Linked DNA regions of Mus musculus: region 1 is linked to region 2. Evidence: chromatin contacts called from public HiChIP or PLAC-seq data. All regions are on one chromosome and are shown on one strand. The core of a region is the stretch at or near the end of the contact, and the rest is flanking DNA. Distances in the headings are between cores, read along the strand shown. Region 1 overlaps Med13l (mediator complex subunit 13-like). Region 2 has its middle 28 kb from the start of Gm25076.

The links. HiChIP or PLAC-seq counts read pairs in DNA pulled down with a chosen protein or histone mark.
Region 1: a contact with region 2 is called in an H3K4me3 HiChIP or PLAC-seq map of embryonic forebrain, with 4 times the contacts expected there. The contact joins two enhancer-like sites. A contact is called at or near these places in 1 of 15 datasets of contacts at CTCF or cohesin (the NIH/3T3 cell line), 3 of 484 Hi-C or Micro-C datasets (the HPC-7 cell line, bone marrow-derived macrophages and embryonic stem cells) and 7 of 115 datasets of contacts at active chromatin or transcription factors (bone marrow-derived macrophages, craniofacial prominence, embryonic basal ganglia and 4 more).

Annotation. Positions count from the first base shown.
Region 1 is chr5:118,664,188-118,668,417 of GRCm38.p6, forward strand. The region is part of intron 2 of Med13l (mediator complex subunit 13-like); the gene reads left to right. Among named protein-coding and RNA genes, the nearest start is that of Med13l, 110 kb to the left of the region's middle. Within about 2 kb of position 2,829, at least 54 of the 459 cell types and tissues checked have an H3K27ac peak or open chromatin away from gene starts, as enhancers often do. A contact at or near this core is called in embryonic basal ganglia and embryonic forebrain, where this site is marked.
Region 2 is chr5:118,292,401-118,296,394 of GRCm38.p6, forward strand. No RefSeq gene overlaps it. Among named protein-coding and RNA genes, the nearest start is that of Gm25076, 28 kb to the left of the region's middle. Within about 2 kb of position 2,166, at least 132 of the 459 cell types and tissues checked have an H3K27ac peak or open chromatin away from gene starts, as enhancers often do. A contact at or near this core is called in embryonic basal ganglia and embryonic forebrain, where this site is marked.

The DNA of each region.
Region 1 (4,230 bases), core at 1,579-4,078, 370 kb after region 2:
AGCTTCCAAGTGATTGAGCAAGCGAGCTGTGGACAAGGCGTGGTTTACTGTGAGCGTGGTTTACTGTGGGCGAGTACTTACGAGCTCAGAGTGCTCACAGCTGTGCTTCTTCTGTGGCTGATGTTCAGTCCAGTCATCGTGGCAGCACTGTGGTTGCAAGAGGGATTCTTCTGTGTTTCTGTTCTTTTTGAAGCACAGTTGATTAAAGTTTAAAAATTTTCGTATGTAATATGCAGAAAATTGTATGCAAAATAAATGAATTATTCAGCAACCTGACCTGTTCCCTAATATTATAGGAAATTCAAAAAGTTTGCTGATTGGTTCAGATTAAATAGCACTAATGAAGTACTTCTTGATTGGTGTGCTGTCTAATAACGTAGCTAGCTTTTAAATCGTGGAGTGAAGAATTAGTATCATACATCAGTTGACAGAAAATTTCATCATGTGATTAGCAAGGTAATATAAGCTAAATAGTTGGCAAATACATTTTTTTTCTTCATGAAGAAGCTTTTAAATGATGCATAGATTCAAAGCTAGCCCTCCAAATGCCAATTGAACTGCAGTACTGGTTTGTGTTCCGGGTTGTATGAGACTGTTGAGGACTAGTCCTGAATTTCTGTCCTAGAGGCTGACACCACAGTGCACCTTGACAGGTCAGTGGGGCCAGAGCTGGAAAGACCTTGGAGAGCACCGCTGGAGCCAGCAGCTCCTTCCTAGCTTTCTGCTTTTCTGGGCCTGGCTACTCCCATGCTTTCTCCAGTGCATCATCTGTGGGTGCCTTGTTAAGGCTGTGCAACTTTAATTTTTTTCCAAAACATATTTTTAATGATGGTTCTTAAACACTTTAATCTCCCTTGTAGCCGACCACCCACTAGAAGTAGTGGAAAAGAAAGGATACAGGGTAAGTGGACCTGTTAAGAAAGGTTTTTTGGAGCCACTCCCATCTGTGTTGTCTGGAAATTTGCAGTTAAGTTTGCAGGTCAGCAGCGGCAGCAGCTGGATCCACTCCCAAACACTTCACAGATGCACCAACAGTCCAGTTCCGTAGTCGAGATAGCAGGCAGTGGCACTGCCGAGCAGAGACAGGCAGGCCTCAGCCTCAGTGCTAGTCAGCAGGAGGGACCATGAGTTCTCAGTGATGCCTCAGAGAAACGAAGATCAGCAAAGATGTGAGACCCACAGGCGTTGCACAGCTAGCTAGCTACCTACCTGTATAAGTGCGCTAAGCTGCTTTTTCATCACTGTCTATTGAGTCGAGTCCTATTTATCCCTGCCTTGGGTCTTGCCTCAGCATGTGCGTTTGTCTCAGCTGACATCACTCTGCCAATTGGCTGGAGTCTGCAGAAGTGGCAAGAAACTGCAGCACACTACCAGAAGTTTTTTGGTGAGTTTCTCTCTACGGAGTCCTGACAAATGCAGCATTGTAAGGTGGACCAATAGATGTGCGTTGTATTGAACCTAAAGTATTTTGTTCAGATAATAGAAAATAAACTAACTCCATGGAGAAGTTACACATTCCTCTCCTTGAAGGTAAAGAGTAATTTGATTTTGCTAAGAGATTTAGCAGAATTGATTGTAGCCAATTGCAAGTTTGAAAGATTGGAAGCCCAATAGCAGTATTTAGGTTGTTAGAGTACATTTAAACCAAAAATTGTGTGTGTGTGTGTGTGTGTGTGTGTGTACATGTGTACGCATACATATAGTGGCATCGTATTTTCACTGTTCATGTGTGTGAATTCCTTTTCGCTTTGTAGCACATTTGTAATGTAAAGTACAGTAATGCTATGGAAAGCCTAAAAAGTAATTGTTTTTTAAAACGCTAATTATATACAATATTAGCTTCAAACTGTCCCTTCTGCTAATTTGCCTGCACTCACTCCACATCTAGCACCTGGTTTCCTGTTATGTACCAACGTCTGCACAAACTCTGGCTGGCAGGCAGCACACTGCTTGCTCCCACAAAGGGTGCAGCCCCTGGGTGTGGAAGGACTGTCCACTTCTGGAAGTAGCAGGATGGCTGTGCTTGCTCTCAAGGCCTCTGTCCTCACAGCGGGGACCAGTGCTTCTGATTGCACGCTGGGCCAAGTGATGAGTGGATATAATTGTTCTGCAGTCTGGGGTTTCTTCAAAGGAGTATTTTTAAAATCCACATTAGGAAAAAAAGCTTGGAACAATGTTTATGTAAATGAAGACAAACTGTTTGCCAGGTGAGAGAGGTGCAGTAGAAGTGTGGTAAAGGAAGATGGAGGGGACGGAGGGATGCTGCTGTAACCGTCAGCCACAGAGTTTTGGTGAGAGGAGCAGAAAAGCAAGGCCAGTGAGTAGTCCTTAGCTAAAGCACGACCAAAGAGTGTCTGTCCACTGTTTGCCTGAGATGAGAGGAGTGCGCGCCCGCGTGTGTGTGTGGCGTGTGTGTGTGGCGTGTGTGTGTGGCGTGTGTGTGTGTCTGCCTCAGGCGGCTCTCACTGTACCGTGGACCGCCACTGTGCCACCCTTCAGGGAGGCAGGGCACGCAGAGCAGGCGCGGTCTCTGAGCCTTCTGTCTGCTCTTTCTCTTTCCTTCTTCCCTCTCCGTTCTCTCCTCCCTTCCCTCTTCCATGTTATTTTTGCTACATTTGCTGTTTTAACCTGTCATTTACAAACTAATTACTATGTCACCATGGCTGGCGGCTCATATAGGCGAAATCTGTCTCTTAATCAAAGGTGATTACAGTTTTTCCTGTCTGTAAATGTGCTTGTTGAGTAACGAGAGAGCATTATTCTCAGGCTGATGTGCGAACTGAAAGGCAGCAAGCAGCCGCAGCATTGTTATCTCCTCAGGCGTGGCTAATGAATCGTGTTTCAGTGTTCTGGTGGTCATGCCAGACAGTGCACTCCACCAGGGCTAAGCCTCCTGTAAACTGCTCCACAATATTATTGCAGCAAGAACAGCAATGCTGGCTGAGCTGGGGGGGGGGGGGGGTTGCCAAGAAGACAGCTGCGGTTCAGACAGTTACAGAGTAGGGGTCACTCATAGTGATAGCTCTGACAGCCACTGTTTTAGCTTCAGTGTAAAAGACAAGTCAGGACCTATCCTGTCAGCACCGAGCCTGAGTGTGTTTATGTTTCAAAGCAGGTCTCCTCTGAAGAGAAGGAAAGAAATGGTTTTGATTTTTATTGTTTAATTGAGAGCAACATTGAAACCCAGGGGTTAAGTCTTCTTGACTAACACAGCCATCATAGAGGAAAGTTTATCTTAAGCATTGATAGATTGAAGTAAAACTGCCCGAACTGAGTCAGATGTGTGTATCATATACGTGTGTGCTGTATGTGTGTATATCATATATGTGTGCATCCTGTGTACCAACTACATGCATGCTTTTCATTAACATTGAATACTGTACATACCTGTAATTCTGAAATCTGGAAGCTGAAGGATTATCATGAGTTTGAGGCTAGCCTGGGCTATACTGTGATAATCTGTGCAAAAACATCCCACCCCCCCTTTAATGTATATCTCATGCTGATCCCTGGTAATTCCTGAACATGTAGTTGTTTAATAAACATCAGCCTAACTTAGGATGTTTAAGTGGTGTGTGCTCATAAGGGAAGTCTGGAGTCAACCATGAGGTGCAGACTGCCCTCCCGGGAGCCAGAGGTCTCTGCCAGGTGGGGGCTGCCCTTCCAGAGCAGTTTTGCATTAACAGCAAAAGATACAATGGTAATGCTCATTCTATCATGCTTGAAAAGATAGGTGAGTGGGGACGCGCTGCGTTTGGAAGACAGTGTGATTCGACACTTGACGATTTCTCTTGCAGTGTGAGTGATCACAGGGATGTGGGCTGCTTTTTGCACAGCTGTCTTCTGAAGGTCTTGCTCAGTGTATCCAGAAGTCTAATTCTCTGACCTCCTTTAGTTGAAAATTTACTGGCTTTACACAAGTCCTGTGATCCATTGAAATGCTAACGTGGGTCATGTCTCAGCTGCCACATCGCTGAGCAGAAACCTTCATTAAAATTCTGGTTATCCTGCAACTGACAGAGGACCCATGCTGTTAGAGGTTCCTAAGGAAGATGTTAGCCTGGTGAGATGGCATGTCACAGCCATACTTCTGTCTGCTGAGCATTATCAGGGTTGTTATTCCTGAACGTTGCAGACAGGTCAGAACAAACAGCACTTCTACATCTGTCTTCTAGCTCTACTATTGTATCCTCTGATCCATATTTGACTGATGAATTGACAGTGGACAAG
Region 2 (3,994 bases), core at 916-3,415:
CTCACACACCAATACACATCATACGTAAACACGGAAGGAAGGAAGGAAGGAAGGAAGGAAGGAAGGAGGGAGGGAGGGAGGGAGGGAGGGAGGGAGGGAGGGAGGGAAGGGAAGGGAAGGGAGGGAAGGGAAGGGAGGGAGGGAGGGAGGGAGGGAGGGAGGGAAGGAAGGAAGGAAGGAAGGAAGGAAGGAAGGAAGGAAGGAAGGGCAGTCATAAATTTAGCACATAGCTCTTCTTCTAGTTGGAAAGCTGGCTCAGAGCCAAGTGTGGTGGTGCCCAGCTATGACCTCGTTTACTTGGGAGTCTGAGGCAGGAGGATTATGAGTCCCAGGCTACGAAGCAAGATTCTGCCTCAAAATAAATAAAACGGCACAGGGCTGCAACCCTGGACCTCAGAGAACTGAGACCAGAGCAGGCAGCCCAGATCTCCTAGAGTGCCTGGCCACACATAGCCCTGAACAGGCCGTTGTGGTCATTGGCGGTCACACACCAGGAGGCCGGGCCCACCCATCTACTCTGAAGCTACCACAAAGGCCTGCAGCCAGAGTTAGACTCCAGACATGCGGGATCCCGAGTCCTCACTTCTAACCACCTCACCGCAAGACAGAAGCAAACTCCCTTTGCACCTAACCAAAGGCCATAAGTAATCAAAGCATCACTTTGATACTGTCAAGCACAGAGGAGGTCACCATGAGGCATCTGCACCACATGACCAGGAGCCCGTGGAGTGTGGGGATGTTTTCATCTTACCTGTGTTTATTCTGCTGCAAGGGAAGGAGTCACATGTGGTTTGAGTTTCTAACTCATTTAAACAGAGAAAGTAGTGAAGGCCGGTCATCCCAGCTATTCCAGAAGCTGAGGCAGGAGGATTGCAAGTTCAAGGTCAGTCTGGGTTACTGAGCATGGATCCTGCTTCAAAACAAAACCTGCAAAAAGGGCTGGGGATATACATCAGTGGGAGAATGCTTGCTCTGGGTTCAGTCTCCAGCGCTGGAGAAACAAAACAGCCACCCCAATTAGAAAAGAAAAGAAAAGAAAAGAAAAGAAAAGAAAAGAAAAGAAAAGAAAAGAAAAAAGGAAAGGAAAGGAAAGGAAAGGAAAGGAAAGGAAAGGAAAGGAAAGGAAAGGAAAGGAAAGAAAAGAAAAGGTAGAAAAACAGACAGGAAGGAAGGAAGGAAGGAAGGAAGGAAGGAAGGAAGGAAGGAAGGAAGGAAGGAAGGAAGGAAGGAAAAGAGAGGAGAGGGCTAGAGAGAGGACAGGTTGGTAGAGAGTCATCTTGTATACAAGAGGGCTTCACTTTGGTTCCCTAGAACCCACGTGAAAGAAGCCAGACATAGTGGTGCCCGCCTGCAATCCCGGCACCGGGGGACAAAGATGGCTGATCGGTGAGACTCACTGGCCATGCACGTTATGGCAAGCTCCGGACAATGAGAGACTCTGCCTCAAAAATCAAGGTGAATGCTAATCCATCACCTGATCCCCCAATGCCAGCAACTGTCCTGTGACTTCTGCATGCACACATCAGAACACATATGTTCTAGTGTGTGCGTGCGCGCGCACACACACACACACACACACACACACACACACTTTTTTTTTTTTTTTGAAAGAGGAAGGTAAGAATCCAAAATAACAAGGAGGGCCGTCTGAATCCTGAACGCCGCTGCCAGCCCTGAACTTGGGCTCCTGGCTGCAGTGTCTCCACTGGCTTCAGTCCTGGGGAAGCCTGTTTTCTCTTCTCAAGGCACATGGATTTCCTGGAGGCCCCTGTGTGCTGGGCGCCGTGCCAGGCTCCTTTGCTTTTTTCCCAAAAGAACCCCGGGGGCGTGTCCTCGCACTGTGGTTCCACTTCTGTCCGGTGCTCCTCCCCCAGTTCCACCGTGGCCATAAAGTGGGTAGAGCTCCCAGCTGCGAGCAGGGGTAGGGGCAACAGTTCTCCCCTCTGCTCTGAAGTGTGATGGGAGGGGAGTCCCCGCTGGGACAACATTTACTTTGTACCACTGCCAGGAGAGAGGGAGAGGGGGTGGGGGGGTGGGGCTCACGAGCGAGCATACCCAATTCCAAAATATTTCTGACAAAACCTGGCACTTCTGGTTCTAATTAAAACCCTGAACTTTGGAACAAATTTCATCCCACAGCCCTCCTCGCCGGGAAAGGGGGTGCAGCGGAGACTTCGCTTCATAACCACAACAAAAATAGCTTCTCCTGAGGAAGGCGCCCGGTACTAACAAGGCCACTTTTGTTTTACTCCCCTGCCATCTGTCTGGGGATGCCAGGGGCTGGCTCTGCTCCTGACTCCTTTGGCAGAGAGGGGACAGGAGCCGGGTGGCGCTGTGGACAGCTTCTCAGCCTCTTGGCAGAGGGGGGCCATGCATCTCCACCTTCAGATAGCCGGAAATCCAGGCCAGATGGAAACGTCACCAATCCCCTCTGTTTCTGAGACCAGCGCGCAAGAAGTGTGGTTCCAGCAGGTGGAGAAAGATCTTAAGCTTGCAAACTGCTCTAGCCCAGTGGTTCCCAATGCTGCGACCCTATAATACAGTTCCTCATGTTGGGGCGACCCCCCCACCAACCATCAAATTATTTTCGTTGTCACTGGATAATTTTGCTACTTTGATGGATCATAGTGTAAATATTTTTGGAGATAGAGGTTAGCCAAAGGGATTGCGCAACCCACAGGCCTAGAACCACTGGTCCACTCTAACATGGAGGGGAATAAATTCTCTAGGATATCTTTGGGATTTTATCCCACTCCCTCCCTCCGCCCCCACCAAACACAGGGGAGGCTTAGATGTTGGGCGAATCTCTTGTGCACCGTATACAGGTTGTCTTTGTATGAAGCATCCCATCTCTCAGCGTTTTGCAAGCATCTTATCCATGGCCTTCTGATTGGATTAATAAAGAGATGAACGGCCTATGGCAGAGCAGGAAAGAATAGGCGGGGCTTCTGGGGAGAGTTGGGAACTCTGGGAAAGTCTGAGCGCGGACAGTTATCAGTCAGACATCATTCACCAACCAGATTCCGGGAAGGAGCAAGTGTGGAGAATGTAGATTAGTAGAAACGGGACATTTAAGTATAAGAGCTAGTTAGGAACAAGCCTAAGCCAAGGCAAGGCTTTCATAATTATTAAAAAGTGTCTCCCTGTCGTTACTCTGCTGCTGGCGCCTCAGAGACAGTCCTGCTATACTTGGACTGTATAAGCGGAGTTGAGACTGCTGTCTGAGGTTTGCAGCGGGGTGTTGAGGCACTCTGAGGTTCTGCAGATGTAAGGGCTGACACTTGCCCATTGTCTCTGCCAGCATCAGAGTGTGACAGGACAGGGCTGGCTTGAAGAGCCCTGAGGTCAAGTGCTCACGCTGGTGGGACCAGAACCCTCCCTGCTATACCAAGGTGCATTTGTTGGTTGGAGAACACTTGGGATTGTTCCTTGGCTGGGCACATCTGAGCAAGCCACTGTCTCATGGCACATCCAGCTATTCATATTTCTTACTTTAAAAGCATAAGTATATATATGTGTGTGTGTATGTGTGTGTTTGTATGTATACATATACACATACACATACATATACATCTTTAGGATTTTATCCCATCAACCCCCTCCACCCTATGTGTATAAATGTATATAAGTACATATATGTGTACATATATATACTTATCTACATGTATGCTTATATATAATATACACACGTACGCTTATATGTAATATATACATACATGCATGTTTATATATAATATATACACAAATATACAATATATACTTATATATATACATATGTATACTTATATAATCTATATACATATATGTGTACATATATGTGTGCACACATGTGCATGGGTATGCACATGTGGAGGACAGAGTCTGACATGTCTCCCTGTATCATTTTCCATCTTATGTTGGAATGTGAGCAGGGAGGATGGCCCAGGAAGATGCAGTGTTGGGCCCTAGTGGGACATGTTCAGGTTTGGGGACGCTCCTCCATGTCTGGATTATT